Regions from separate parts of the Mus musculus genome. Here all the other regions are linked to region 1. Evidence: chromatin contacts called from public HiChIP or PLAC-seq and promoter capture Hi-C data. All regions are on one chromosome and are shown on one strand. Each heading gives the region's core, a stretch centred on a gene start, on an enhancer-like site or on the middle of the called end of the contact. The rest is flanking DNA. Distances are from core to core; before and after follow the strand shown. Region 1 holds the start of Rasgef1b (RasGEF domain family, member 1B). Region 2 has its middle 33 kb from the start of Gm38413. Region 3 has its middle 13 kb from the start of Gm42126. Region 4 holds the start of Tmem150cos (transmembrane protein 150C, opposite strand).

Region 1 (3,053 bases), core at 322-2,821:
CAGTGCCTTGAGGAGGGTTTCACAGGTGTCTGTGTGATAGACACAGGGCTATGGTTAGGAATGCTGGCTCCTAAGGTGTATCCACAACTAATAGTTTTCACATTGGAGCTAGAAGGACCCTGAAAGGCCAACCAGAATAAGGTAAAACAGTGTCAATATCATAGTGGTATCTGCTTTACATTTTTAGATTCTAAAGTGAACATTTCATCTTTTGCTTAGCAGCAAAGACTTCAGGAAGTAAAAAGGCAGCTGTCTGGGTTGCCTTCTCAGCAGTCTTGAGAGCTCACAGATGTTACAAAGGGCTTTTCTGGTGGCACTACTAAGAAATACTGGTTTAGTTCAGCCCTTTTAGTTTCTTGCTATGTGAGCAGGAAGAGTGTGCTTTGCCCAGTGTCATATGGTCTACTTGTTAATTGACTCAGGATGGAAGTCGGCTCCTTGTGTGGACCCATTCTCCTTCACAGAACAGACACCAGAGATAAACAAAAGGCTCAGGGTTTTTAGAATAAACTGCGGGGCTTAAGGAGAAGCATCTGTAGAATATGCGTAGGATAGTGAAGCAGGAAGTATGAGAGAGACAGGGACCAGCCAAGACCAGCCAAGGAACATGAACGTTAGGTTAAAAGAGGCTCTTTCCATCCCAGAGAGAAGATGCAGGGACCTTAGAGGAGGAACCGTGTTGCTCCATGTTAATAAGGCCAATTACAGTCTATGGGATGGTCCTACAGTGTTTATGTATGAACGGAAGCTTACAAAGCCTGCTTTTCATACTCAGGGTCACAGCTGCAAAGTCTCCAAATCTTGTGCATTTCCCCCCATGGGTAAGGTATCTTTATTTCAACTTCTTCCCTTACCTTTCTATCACGCGTAGGAGAGTATTGAGTTCTTACCTCTATATTTATTTTTTTCTTTTCTAAAATAGTTATCAGGTATTCAATGGCTGATTCAATTAAGTAGCTGTCTACAATGATAAAAACAACCTTCACCGAGGACCAGCCTTACACACTAGAGTATCTTCCTTTCCTTTGCGAAAGTTCTAACACCTGTAATTTTACATGTGGATTGAATAGCAGTTTATTTAGCGTTTGCCCTCCAGGAGCCAGTAAGCTTCTGGGACCAGCCGGTTGCGGCCACCAGTGTGCCCCCAGCGTTTATTACAATACCCAACACTCAGCAAGTGCTTCGTGGTTCCTCTCAGATCTCCTCCGAAAGTTACACGGACAGTAACCTTCAGCTCATAATTATGATAATAGATACTGTACAACGAGTCGAGCCGGTATTTACAGGTAGAGCACACAAGGCAAATGAATACACACTCGGCGACACATGAGTGCACAAACAGCCGCGGGCAGCGACACGAAGGAGGAAACGCGCGCCGGAGTGGGCCCTGCCCAGGCTGCGGAGACCCGCTGCGCCAGCAAGCCAGCCTCTGCAGCGTGGGTGGGTACGGCCGCAGCGTCACGGGAGTCCCTACCCGCGGAACCCTGGCAAGTCCCCGAGCGCCCGCTGCAGGGCGGCGTGGGCGGAGAGCTGCGCCACGATTGGCCAGCGCAGGATGGGCGTGGCCTGCGGCGGGCGGGGGCGTGGCCTGCGGCAGGAGGCGGGCATTTCCCCAGCAAGGGGGTGTGCGCGGCTCGGGCTGGAGTTTCAGTATAAACAAGGACCCCGACTGGATCGGCGGGTTTTCCCTTTCTTCTGGCGTTCGACCCTTCCCGGTCCTGAGCTCGCCTTTTGGGGCGCCTCGGTACGGCAGCCAGGAGGCAGAGGCTCCGAGCTGTGTGCGGGTAGGTGCTCCAGGGGACCCCGCGGCGGGATGGCGGGAGCGGGCTGCGCCGGCGCTGCTCCGGAACGGCGCCGGCTGTCCAGTGCGCCCCGGCGTGGCGGGAGATCCTCGGCTGGCGAGCATTGGCAGAGCCACAGAACTAGGAGTTCTCGCGCCTGCTGCTTCCGTGCCCCGGGCTGCCGCGCTCCCAACAGGTGCGGGGCTGAGCACTGACGACCCGGGGACCCGGGGATCTGGGGACGCTGTGCTGCGCCTCGCCCCGGCCAGGCCTTCTGTTTGGAGATCTTAGATATTGAGGGTTTGTCTGAGTTGGAGTCTCGTTCATCCTTTTTGCTTTCCCTCTCAGCTTCTTGTGCATACCTAGGGTTGTTTCCATGTACTTTTTGGCTAGTTTCCTAGGGTGCTTGAGAGTGTTCAGGCTGTTGTTTATTTTTTGCTGCAGTTTCCTTATAATTTAAGGTCTGACTCCCAGGAACAGTCAGGGAAACAGGACTTGTGTGTTCCCCAGGCTCGTATGCAAACTTGAACAAGTAGCCTGTTTTTTGTTTTGCTTTGTGACCCAGGTGAGTTGCCTTCGGACACTAGCCTGGGTGATAATAACGTGGCCCGGGGTACCTGGTAGCCTCGTGGGCTGAGTGCGTGAGGGAGGCTCCTCTTTATTGGAGAGCCCCGGGAATAACTTCAGCAGCACTGTACTAGAGAAAAGGGCAAACGCGGAAACGGAGGTGTTCTCTCTCGCTCTCTCGCTCTATCGCTCTGTCTCTGTCTCTCTGTCTCTCTCTCTGAGTGTGCGTGTGATTTGACTATTCCTTGCCACCTTACCCCATCCAAATTGGTTCAGTTCAGGCGAAGCACTGTGGCTAAGGCACTGACAGTGCGGCGAGGTGTTCTCTCGCACAGCGTGGTAAAGGGCGCTAGGAGAGCATCTGGGCTGCAGTTTTCTCTTGTGAATGTAAATGTGCCCGTTTGCAGATGGATTCGGGGCGTATGGTGTATATGGATAAATATGCACGCATACTTGTGTATGTATGTTTGGGTGAACGCGTCTCCAAGGAGTCCTTCGTCAGCAGCGCCATGTGACAATGGCCTGGAACTGCTGGTGTGCGTAGAGCTATATTTAGCCCTGACAGTGTCTCACTGGGAGGACGGGTCTTGAGCTGGGAGGATAAAGCGGGGAAGAATCCAGGAATAAGGTTATCGAGCTCTTGACTGATGTCTGGCGCAGTCAGACTCAGATGGTGAATAATGACTCCTCATGAGTGCAGTAGCT
Region 2 (3,563 bases), core at 492-2,991, 530 kb before region 1:
GTAATTTAATTTTAAAAAGAAAAGGTTTGTGGTTTAGGTGTTATATGCAATCAGCTTCAATGTTTGCACAGAGGCTAAATAATTCCTAAGCTTCAAGGTAAACTTTAACTTTCAGAAAACATCAGATAGCCATTCAAATCTGCTTTTAATTTAAATTTCATCAATATATATATATATATATATATATATATATATTTTTTTTTGCAGAACATCCTCAACTTTTCAACTTAGAAATGCAGTAGAATAATATATTTACCATTCCAGATGAGGAGGCAAGACTTGCCTAAATGTGGTGACGTAGGAGATTCCATCCATTGCCTGCTGACGTCATGGTCTTTCTGTTCTAGGAGCCTATGTGCAAACTGTCTGCATTTGACCAGGGAGTTTCTCTTGCTCTCGTGTCTTACGGTGACTGCTACACAGCACAGACCCTGGTTGTTCTGCGTGTGGGGAGAGATGAACGCCTGCTTTGTTCTCCAGAGGCAGGCCAGGAAAGGTAATCTTAAGGGACTTGGAATCAATGGGGTGAGAATTTTAATCCCAATTCTGCCAGTTAATTTGGGACACTGATCAGGTCCCGCCCAAGCACTGTATCGTTCAGCTTCTTCTTCCCCTTGGGAATAGAATAGCAATGACAAAGACAGGGACTTCAATAACTGTGAAAGCAGATCCGGGGGATTAGAGAAGTGGCCAGGACTGCCAATGTCTAAAGACACTGCAGAAATGGTGGTAATACAGACAGTGGGTGTCAAGGGATGAATCTTTAATGCAAAGGCAGGGAGTGGTTAGGAGAAGCCACAGCCATATTAGCTAGCTCTGAAGTACCAGGAACCAACACTTTCTATAAAACAGACATGTGTTGTCTTGCCAGCTTATTGTTTCAGAGTGTAACAGGGAGGGGCCAAGTTTGTTTCTTGGCATATTTCTGGCCACTTGTAAAGAAAATATCCAACAGCTGCTGTTGCAGGAAGCAGACGGATGGATTGACATTTACAACTTATGCTTTTCTGGTGGAGAAACTGAGGCACCAAGTGGCTGTTTTCCCTAACCTTCTGAGACCATGAAGCATCAACTCTGAGACTACAGTTTACTCTTATCTTGTCTCCAGCCGTGTGTCACTGAACAGAATTGCCAATGGATGAGACTACCAGTATCAGGTGCTTCCTGGAAGGGCCTTGCTTTTGTATCTGGTACAGATGGCCAACTGGTGGGGCTTCCCAGGGCTTTCCTCTCTGAAGCCACCAGCTATGAGTGACAGGTTTTTTTTTTTTTTTTTTTTTTTTTTTTTTTTTGCATCATCTTGTCTAATTAAACCACAAACAGAGAATGCCAGCTATCTGCTTGCATGACACCTCGGAATATTAAGTAGCTTTTATAATTAATTATTTCTGAAAAGCTTGATCCTTCATAATTAAATAAATCTTCGAGAATTAGCAGTAGATTAGCATGGTGAATGGGCTGAAAAACATCACGTACATCAACTTGGCTGTGAGGGACCACCTTTGCAGCCAACAGAGCCCCTATTGATCTCTCCTCAATGATCTGTAGGCTCCAGTATTAACAACACAATGTGTTTCTTCTTTTCTCTATACTCCTGTGCACCCGAGCGGAACCAATTGTTTTTGTACAGGGAAGGATGTAAAAATGCAGATTTGCTTAAATAAGTTACTGCCCAACGAGGCCGTCTGTGTAGTACACGAGAATATGTGGAGAGCAGCTGCCCAGCAGTGCCGTCTGGGACACCGTTCAGTAACTTCTGCGCCTTTCTGTGCTGGCAGCGACACTCAGACCAGATGATGGAGGCCAGCAATATGTGAAAATCAAAGACACGGACAGAGTGCCTTAAATACGACAGATATGTTCTCGAGAGAGCTTGGACGAATTGTCCAGAGCTGCCTCCTCGAGCCCTGGGGAGTTGTCGTGGGTGCCCATCGGAACCTGCATTTTCTGTGGTGTTGTGATCCCAGGGCTGGAGAAGCAGGAGAGCACTGCCTCGGTGTGACTGTGGGCTCGCAGATCCCAGAGCATGTGGTTTGGCATGCTGGGCAGAGGCAGTTTATTATTAGCCCACTTGGGTCCAGGTCGTTTGCCGTTTGAACTGATAGTCCCTGTTTGGCCACATATAACAGTTTGAGGGGAGGGACCCTGGATATCCTTTGTGGGAACAAAGGGAAAGGGCAGGGAGGGGCTTGCTTATGCTTATAGTTCGGAAGTTCCCATTTTGCCTTCCCCTAGTCCCTTAGTCTTTCGTCTTGCCCCATATTTATGTTCTCTGAGTCAGAATTCTTGTTTAAATGGCTCATTAGTATCATCTTCCTTAACCATCAGCTTCGAGAGTAGTGGAACCATACTGTAGGCATTCTCTATTAAGTATTATAGAACTCTAGAACTGGGCAATGCTTTGGGGATCCTGGAACAGCCATGGGTAGTCTGAGATCTTAAAGACTTGGGTAAGATTCTATTTTTCTCTCAGGGCCTTGACTTTTTATAGAGTGCTGACTGGCAAAGTCAGAGGTGAGGGTGGCAGCTGTAGCGACAAGTATCATCGCTGATGATTGTTCTACACAGAATGGTGTGCACGCTGTAGACTGTCTTCTGATGTAGTGGTTAGGAATATTAACAGGTAGTGTATGGTCAAAAATTTGTGAAATAAGATTAAAATTTGCCTTTCCATCACTGTTATTATTTCCCAAAGGTATAATTACTGTTGCTCATATCTTATAAATCCTCTCAAAGGCTTTTAAAAATGCAATGCAATGCAATGCAATGCAATGCAATGCAATGCAATGCAATGCAATAAAATAAAATCAGTGTCCCTCAAACATTTCCCTCATTCACAGCATAGCAACACCACATCACACAGGGTTCTGCACTTCGTGCATGGCCTTTGCTTAATTCCTACAGCCACGTGGTGTGGAATGGCTTCCATCCCCTCATCCTACAATTAGGATGCTGTTCTAGCTGACTAACTTGCTCAGGGCTACGTCGATGGATGGTGGAGCTGGGATCGCCCCGACTGTCTAACCCCATCAGCTAAGATCTTCATCACCAGGCTTACTGCCTGCCTCCAGCTGGCATCGGCCCCTCTGGCTTCCTGCTGGTTTGTACATGTTCTCTGGAGGCTGAATGTCATACTGACTCCCCTCCACAGATTCCAGGAGAAATGAGGCGAAACGTAGCCACCATCAGCTGACATTTCTTCCTCTGTGTAGAAATCACTTTAAAATTGTGGTCTAATAGATACAATCTAGAATTTACCATGTTGTTTTGTTTTTGCTTTTGTTTCTGGCTTTCTTTCAAGACAGGATTTTTCTGTGTGGCTCTGGCTGTCTTAGAACTCACTCTGTAGACCAGGCTGTCCTCGAACTCAGAAATCCACCTGCTTCTGCCTCCCAAATGCTGGGATAAAAGGCGTGTGCCACCACTGCCCTATATTGCCCAATTTTTGAAAAGTCATTTTATGTCTTACCTGCCTCTATGTCTGGTACCCATGAAGACCAGGAGAGGCACAAGAATCTAGTATCTGGTACTAGAGTTCCAGATACTTGTGAGTCACTATGAGG
Region 3 (3,180 bases), core at 274-2,773, 590 kb before region 1:
TATATATATATATATATATATATATATATAGAGAGAGAGAGAGAGAGAGAGAGAGAGAACAAGGTAACACTCACCAGTACTTGCCCTGGATTTCCCAGGTAATCAACCTAAGCTAATGCACAGCTGCCATCTTAGGCCTCTTGCATGCCTTCGTCCCACAGTAGAGTGTGTGTGTGTGTGTGTGAGAGAGAGAGGGGGGGAGGGGGAGAGGGGGAGGGGGAGAGGGGAGAGGGAAGAGGGAGAGGAAGAGGGAGAGAGAGAGGGGGGAGGTGGAGGGAGGGAGAGGGAGAGAGCTGGAGAGGGGGAGGGAGAGAGGGAGAGGGAGAGGGAGGGGGAGAGAGGGGGAGAGCTGGAGAGGGGGAGGGAGTGAGGGAGAGGGAGAGGAAGAGGGAGAGAGAGAGGGAGAGAGCTGGAGAGGGGTAGGGGTAGGGGTAGGGGTAGGGAGAGGGGTTGGAAATTATTCACTTTCCATAGCAAAAACAGATGCTGAAAGTGTCTTATAAAGTGCCTATCCAGAAGGAATGTTGGACACAGCATGTGAGTATTGCTTGACAAATGCTGCAGTAAGTTCTTTGTTTGCCGTTTGTTATCTGTGTCAGAGTCTGTGACTTAATCTCTTGTAAAACTCTGTTCAAGGCTTCTGTAAAGTGTCCCATGTCCCTTCACCATCTAATGCTTCCTGTGCTGTTCAATAAATACAGAGCAACATCCTTTGTGAGGGACTCACACAAAGTCTCACAACAAACAGACACAGACACAAGAAAGGATTCACTAGGCAGCCTTCAGGCAGGCACAGATCAGACTTACAGATAAGAGGACAGAAGACTCAGGGGATGTGAAGTAGAGATTGCAGTTCTGGACTCACTTTTGGTTAGATGACTATAACCGAAGTGCTTTGTTTCTTTCCTTGATGTGACACCTACACATCGTTGGTGACTCTGAGGTTGTCACTAATGCTTTCAAACCTAGCACACCAGGATCTGTGCAGGGAATGAGGGACAAGAGAGCCCAGCAGGAAACCTTAAGCAGAGGGGTGGGTTTGGCATTTGGGATTTTGCGGTCATCCCTTAACATTCTCTGTGTGTGCGCATCCTGTGCGTACAGGCACAGCACACACGTGTGGCTGCAAACCGGTGAGAGAAAGGAAGAGAGTATATGGATTTCTCTTGACACTTGACTCTGGCTCACCTTGGGCTATTGACTCTTGAGTGTTTAGGGCTGAGAGTCATTCAGATCTACAAGTAATTGCATCATTCAGGAAAAGGTCCCTGGCTTCAAATAGAATCTTCCATGACCAGCCCATACATCAGTCTAGACACTGCTGATGTTGATAGCACGGCCTGCCAGTGCGTCCCCGGAAATGCCAGAGGAGAGGATCCATTTAGCTTCCCTTTCAGGCAGGCGCCAGCTTCCTTTGCCCATGTCCTTGTGCGCATCCTTTTCTTTATAGGAGGACTAAGCAACAGCATGTGGCAGAGCAGAGGCTTAGGTGAGGCTGCTCTGCTCAGTGCCATATGTCTCCTTGAGGTACACAGCATAAGCTGCCACCCCGTAGCGAGGGACACAATCAGACATCAGCGTCGGAGCATTATGAACGTGTCAGGATGATGAATTTACTAGAACAATGTCACCATTGGCAGCACACGTAATGCGCTGTATCTCAATCAGTCATTTCTCATGGCTGTACATTGTGTAGAATCAAGTCTCCCTCCCCATTTCAGTCTGGGGGATGCTTACAATGGTAGCTGTTAAAGAAGCAGGAGTCTGGGATAATTTTGGATAAACTTATTTGAGTTAACTATCGGCAGAGGGTAAGGGCGGTAGCATATGTATGCAGAATAAGCACAGAGACAGAGAGGCATGGGGGCAGAGGATGGGAGAGGGAAGGCGGCTGGAAGAACTAGAAGAACATTTAGGTCTTGGAGTCTTTCTTACACCATTTAGGAAATGTACGCCAAGATAAGAATTTACCTACACTTCCCCCCTCTCTGCCCCCCAGGGTTAGCCTGCTCAAAGCTGGAATCTGTTTGTTGCCCCTAAAGGGCTAACAGCTTGCAATTTCTCAAGCCTTTCTCTATTGTTTTCTGCTATACCAAGGACCCCCACTTAGCCTGCATCTGTTGGTCACTGTCTGGAACCGAGCACCCGCACAGGGTTGTGTCCCTCCAGAAAAAGCAATCGTCTCTGTTCTGTTTGCTGCTTCACGTAGATGAGAGTGGCCAGCTGTCTTGGCCCAAGGTGGGACCCCATTAAAGGGACTTAAGATGCATGAGTTGAAGATGTATATCTGTGAAATAAACTCTACCCTGTTGAGCGTTTACAAGGAAGACGTATAAGAAAGGGAATCCTTCATTGTGAGGTAGGCATCAGCAGGCTGAGGGATGGTCATGCAAGCATATCAGGTCCCAGTTTCTAGAATCTAGAAATGTTACATTGTGAGTAGAAAGACCACGTGTGGGTGTGATTGGACCAGGAGCTGTGTTGGAGAGCAAACCAGCGCGGCCAGGAGAGTTCTACTACTGTGCCACACTCTGAGCCCGCTGCCTGAGGGTATTGGCACGTGAGATTATCTTGACACACTCAGGACGGCTCTGAACCTACTTACAAGTATCTTGAAAGAGTCAGGGGTTTCTCTTCCGGTCCCAGGTGCTGCGGGAGCAGCGGGTTACCGTGGAGACATGGCCAAGTCCAAGAATCACACCACACACAACCAGTCCCGCAAATGGCACAGAAACAACATCAAGAAACCTTGGTCACAAAGATACGGATCTCTTAAGGGGGTTGACCCCAAGTTCCTGAGGAACATGCGCATTGTCAAGACAAACAACAAGAAAGACCTGAAGAAGATGCAGGCCAGCAATGCAAAGGCAGTGAGTGCGCGCATGCGCAGAGGCCATCAAAGGCCCTGGTGAAGCCTCAGGCCATTGAACCCAAGATGCCAAAGGGCCCCAGCCTCAAATTCAGCCGTCTGGCTTTCATCTCTCACCCCAATCTTGGGAAGCAGATTCGAAGCTACATGGCCAAGGGTCAAAGGCTCTGCCAACCACCGAAGCCTAAGGTTCAAACCAAGGCAGGGGCCAAAGCTAAGGCCCAGGCTTCAGCTCCAGCCCAAGTTCCCAAAGGTGCCCAGGCCCCTGTGAAGGCCCCATAGGAAAGGCTCCTGCCAGCGTGAAGACAGAT
Region 4 (3,444 bases), core at 672-3,171, 830 kb before region 1:
GCTTCTGAATATCAGACGGATCAGGTGTAGCAACAGTTTGTCCTTGGGGGTGCGGTGGGTGTGGCAACAGGGGAGGGGCCAGGAGGATACACTCACGGGACTCGACACATCACCTCACGATGCTTTTCACACACACACACACACACGGATGCACACTCACGGCCATATCTGACAGAAGAGCTTTTCAGGGCAGGTTACTTCTTTCTTGAACAAGCACAAGCCCTCATGTATGGAAATACACGCTGTCACACCGAAAACATGCACGACAGAGCCAGAAGCTTGTGCATGACCACCTCCCCGCCCCCCACGCCCTCCCAGCAGGCCTTGCGCTTCTCATCCTTTTCCCGGTTCCAACCTGGCATCTTCCTCCTGCAAAGTAAGGCCGGCCGAATGTAAAGTGAGAGTCAAGCCAGCTCCCTAAGTCGCCTTCAGGTTGGAAGGGTTTGAGGCGAGCACGAGGGGAACTTGAGTGGAAACCTAGGAGCATCTGGCTGCATGCACCCCGCACTAAAGCTGGCCGTGGCCTGAGAGGCGTGGGCAGAGCTTTCCCATCAGTCTGACATCATCACTGTTCAGCGGTCGGCTTTGTGGATCCAGAGAGAGAAGCATGCTACAGAGAGTGAGCGGGAAAGAAGCCGGCCACCAGCATTTGGACTTGAGTCACTCTGCCTGAGGAAGATCTCCAAACGTGAATGCTACCGGGGACAGTCAGCCGCGAATGGCACGAGGTACGGCTGAGAGGGCGTGGCTTGGTTTTTCCTTCCACAGTGCATCACCCACAGTTCCAGTTTGCATTTTCTTTTTGAAGTGCCACTCTCACGGGTCTATGTAGGCCTCGTGGGCAAAGGTGTGGACCAAAGGCAAGAACCTTGTTTTGGCTTCAAGTATGAAAGGGGTATACGTGCAAGCTTAATTTATATCTGAAGAAATAATAAGAAAAAAAGATTCTCGAAGAATCGCAAAAGAAATCTACATGGAGGTGAAAGGTATGAGGGCTCTGAGGAAAGACAGGAGGTTAGCCCTCTTGCTGCTAGTCCAACCCAGGGGAGATTTTAACATCCGTGTGTTGCTCAAATTTTATAGTTTGAGGACTGGGGACTTTAAATTAAATTTGGAAGTTATAGAAGCAAATTAAAAACATCGCCCTCCCGCAAATCACATTGGCACAAATGGAGCTGCAATACTGCTAAGCTGTTCGGAGATGAGCCCAGAGGTGCAGGAGTTCAAGGCCATCCTAGATCCCTGTGCCAACAACAGAGTGCCAAGTGCACAAGCACCCCCTCCCCCAACCAAGTGCACAAGCACCCCCTCCCCAACCAAGTCACAAGCACCCCCTCCCCAACCAAGTCACAAGCACCCCCTCCCACATTGTTTCAAAAAACTCTCCAAACTCCTAGGGGGCTCAGACAGCCCGGAATGTAATGTGGAAAACGTTGTTTTGTAAATTCACCCTGAAGTATAGCTTCCCAAGGAAGGGTTCAAATGCTAAATCTCCGCCCCCCAGCATAGCGCCGAGCACGAGCACACAGTAAATGTCCAAATGAACAGATTTGCTGCTCGTTTCTGAGTGGAGGTGAGGAGCATCAAAGAGATTCAGAGACAAACGACAGAGTGGAAGACAGAGTGAAGAAGGAGGGGGAGGACTCATCACTACAGGGCAGGGCAGGGCAGGGAGTGAAAAGCCCCCAGTGGTGTGAGAAAGCCTCGAGTAGAGTATTCTCTTATTAAAAAAGGCGTCTTACCGTAAATACTCCAGGGGGATGTCTGTTAGTTTTGAAACTGCTATGAGGTTTCTCTTCTTTCCTCCTTTTCACTTTTCTATTTTAAAGATTTTTATCAAAGAACAAACGGTTTTATTTTACTCTCCACACTCCAAGTAAAGAGCTTTCGGTGACACACTTCTCTGCGTTCTTAAGAGTGTGCAGCAGCAGCAGCGGCAGCAGCAGCATCCAGCCAATACTGACATTACTCACTGGGACCTGGCCACTGAATAAAGGGGTTTTATGCTAAATCCTGACTTCCTTGTTTCTTACACTAACAGTTCTTCGTGGGTGTGCACGTACACGTCCGTGCTTGCTGTGGATAGCTTGCAGAACACGTTCTTTAATGCTCATTCTATTGTGACGGATACAGTTCAGGATCAGTCAAATGGAAGAGGTGCATGGGTGAAGAAGGCAGGCCTGGGGCTGGCTCCCTTGCCCTCAGTGCACCCCAGGCTCTCCATCCCAGCTGCCCCCCAACCTCCCGGAAGTAGGTAGGCTGGAGGTCTAAGCACCTGGTGAGCAGCCTCATCCTAAAGTTACCTCAGTAGCATGAAGTCTGGTACAAACAGAAGATGTTCATTATGAATAAAACACTGCTGTTCTGTCCTATGGGTGTTAGGAATTCCATGGCAGGAATGGAATCGAAAGCCAAACATCTTGTCTGAGAAAATATTTTTTGTACAATAAAGTTTTAGCATATTCTTTCTCTCCTCCCTGATCTTCCCCACCCCCACGTCCAATTTCTCTCTTCATAAGAAGCTAAAATCAAAGCAAACTAAAAAGAAAACCAGTAAGGCAAAACGCAGTGTCTTAGTCAGGGTTTCTTTTTTTTTTTTTTTTTTTAAAGATTTATTTATTATATGTAAGTACACTGTAGCTGTCTTCAGACACTCCAGAAGAGGGCGTCAGATCTTGTTACAGATGGCTGTGAGCCACCATGTGGTTGCTGGGATTTGAACTCTGGACCTTCGGAAGAACAGTCGGGTGCTCTTACCCACTGAGCCATCTTACCAGCCCCTTAGTCAGGGTTTCTATTCCTGCACAAACATCATGACCGAGAAGCAAGTTGGGGAGGAAAGGGTTTATTCAGCTTACACTTCCATGCTGCTGTTCATCATCAAAGGAAGTCAGGACTGGAACTCAAGCAGGTCAGGAAGCAGGAGCTGATGCAGAGGCCATGGAGGGATGTTACTTACTGGCTTGCTTCTTCTGGCTTGCTCGGCTTGCTTTCTTATAGAACCCAAGACTACCAGCCCAGGGATGGCACCACCCACAAGGGACCCTCCCACCTTGATCACTAATTGAGAAAATGCTTTACAGCTGGATCTCATGGAGGCATTTCCCCACCTGAAGTTCCTTTCTCTGTGATAACTCCAGCCTGTGTCAAGTTGACACAAAACCAGCCAGTATGCAGAGATCTCACAAAAGGACGTGGGGTGTTTGTGTGTACGTGTGTTAGCACATGGAATCTGCCCAGTTGTGTTGTTGACATACCCAATGACACTCCATTTGAGGAAGCTGTGTGTCCCAGAAAATACCAGTTATGGGTATCTTCCTGGTTAGGAGTAGGAAGGACTTTTTGTCTGCTCTCCTTCCTCAGGGCTGGGATGTTGTCTGGTTTGAACCTACACAGGCCTTGTGTCACTGTCACCGGCTCTGAGTTCACATGTGTGTTCTAGAC

Evidence for each region. Promoter capture Hi-C pulls out the DNA fragments that hold promoters and counts their contacts. HiChIP or PLAC-seq counts read pairs in DNA pulled down with a chosen protein or histone mark.
Region 2: a contact with region 1 is called in an H3K4me3 HiChIP or PLAC-seq map of embryonic forebrain, with 8 times the contacts expected there. The contact joins the enhancer-like site here to the promoter of Rasgef1b in region 1. A contact is called at or near these places in 8 of 39 promoter capture datasets (cranial neural crest, embryonic stem cells, frontonasal cranial neural crest and 3 more) and 9 of 115 datasets of contacts at active chromatin or transcription factors (embryonic basal ganglia, embryonic forebrain, embryonic hindbrain and 6 more).
Region 3: an H3K4me3 HiChIP or PLAC-seq map of embryonic forebrain shows a contact between it and region 1, with 10 times the contacts expected there. The contact joins the enhancer-like site here to the promoter of Rasgef1b in region 1. A contact is called at or near these places in 4 of 39 promoter capture datasets (the 3T3-L1 cell line, cranial neural crest, embryonic stem cells and 1 more), 10 of 115 datasets of contacts at active chromatin or transcription factors (craniofacial prominence, embryonic basal ganglia, embryonic forebrain and 7 more) and 1 of 9 other capture datasets (adipose tissue).
Region 4: a promoter capture Hi-C map of the SN4741 cell line shows a contact between it and region 1, with 5 times the contacts expected there. The contact joins the promoter of Tmem150cos here to the promoter of Rasgef1b in region 1. A contact is called at or near these places in 7 of 39 promoter capture datasets (the 3T3-L1 cell line, the SN4741 cell line, cranial neural crest and 4 more), 1 of 15 datasets of contacts at CTCF or cohesin (large pre-B cells), 2 of 484 Hi-C or Micro-C datasets (brown adipocytes and embryonic fibroblasts), 3 of 115 datasets of contacts at active chromatin or transcription factors (astrocytes, embryonic forebrain and embryonic limb bud) and 1 of 9 other capture datasets (adipose tissue).

The regions. Positions count from the first base shown.
Region 1 is chr5:99,251,445-99,254,497 of GRCm38.p6, reverse strand. Rasgef1b (RasGEF domain family, member 1B) reads left to right here and starts at 1,571. Exons shown (of 14, transcript NM_181318.4): 1 at 1,571-1,784.
Region 2 is chr5:99,785,504-99,789,066 of GRCm38.p6, reverse strand. No RefSeq gene overlaps it. Among named protein-coding and RNA genes, the nearest start is that of Gm38413, 33 kb to the right of the region's middle. Within about 2 kb of position 1,741, at least 17 of the 459 cell types and tissues checked have an H3K27ac peak or open chromatin away from gene starts, as enhancers often do. A contact at or near this core is called in embryonic forebrain and neural tube, where this site is marked.
Region 3 is chr5:99,839,489-99,842,668 of GRCm38.p6, reverse strand. No RefSeq gene overlaps it. Among named protein-coding and RNA genes, the nearest start is that of Gm42126, 13 kb to the left of the region's middle. Within about 2 kb of position 1,523, at least 6 of the 459 cell types and tissues checked have an H3K27ac peak or open chromatin away from gene starts, as enhancers often do.
Region 4 is chr5:100,076,439-100,079,882 of GRCm38.p6, reverse strand. Tmem150cos (transmembrane protein 150C, opposite strand) reads right to left here and starts at 1,921. Exons shown (of 5, transcript NR_045993.1): 1 at 1,743-1,921. It overlaps Tmem150c (transmembrane protein 150C), which reads left to right. Exons shown (of 8, transcript NM_001382851.1): 8 at 1-2,011. The coding sequence ends at 30.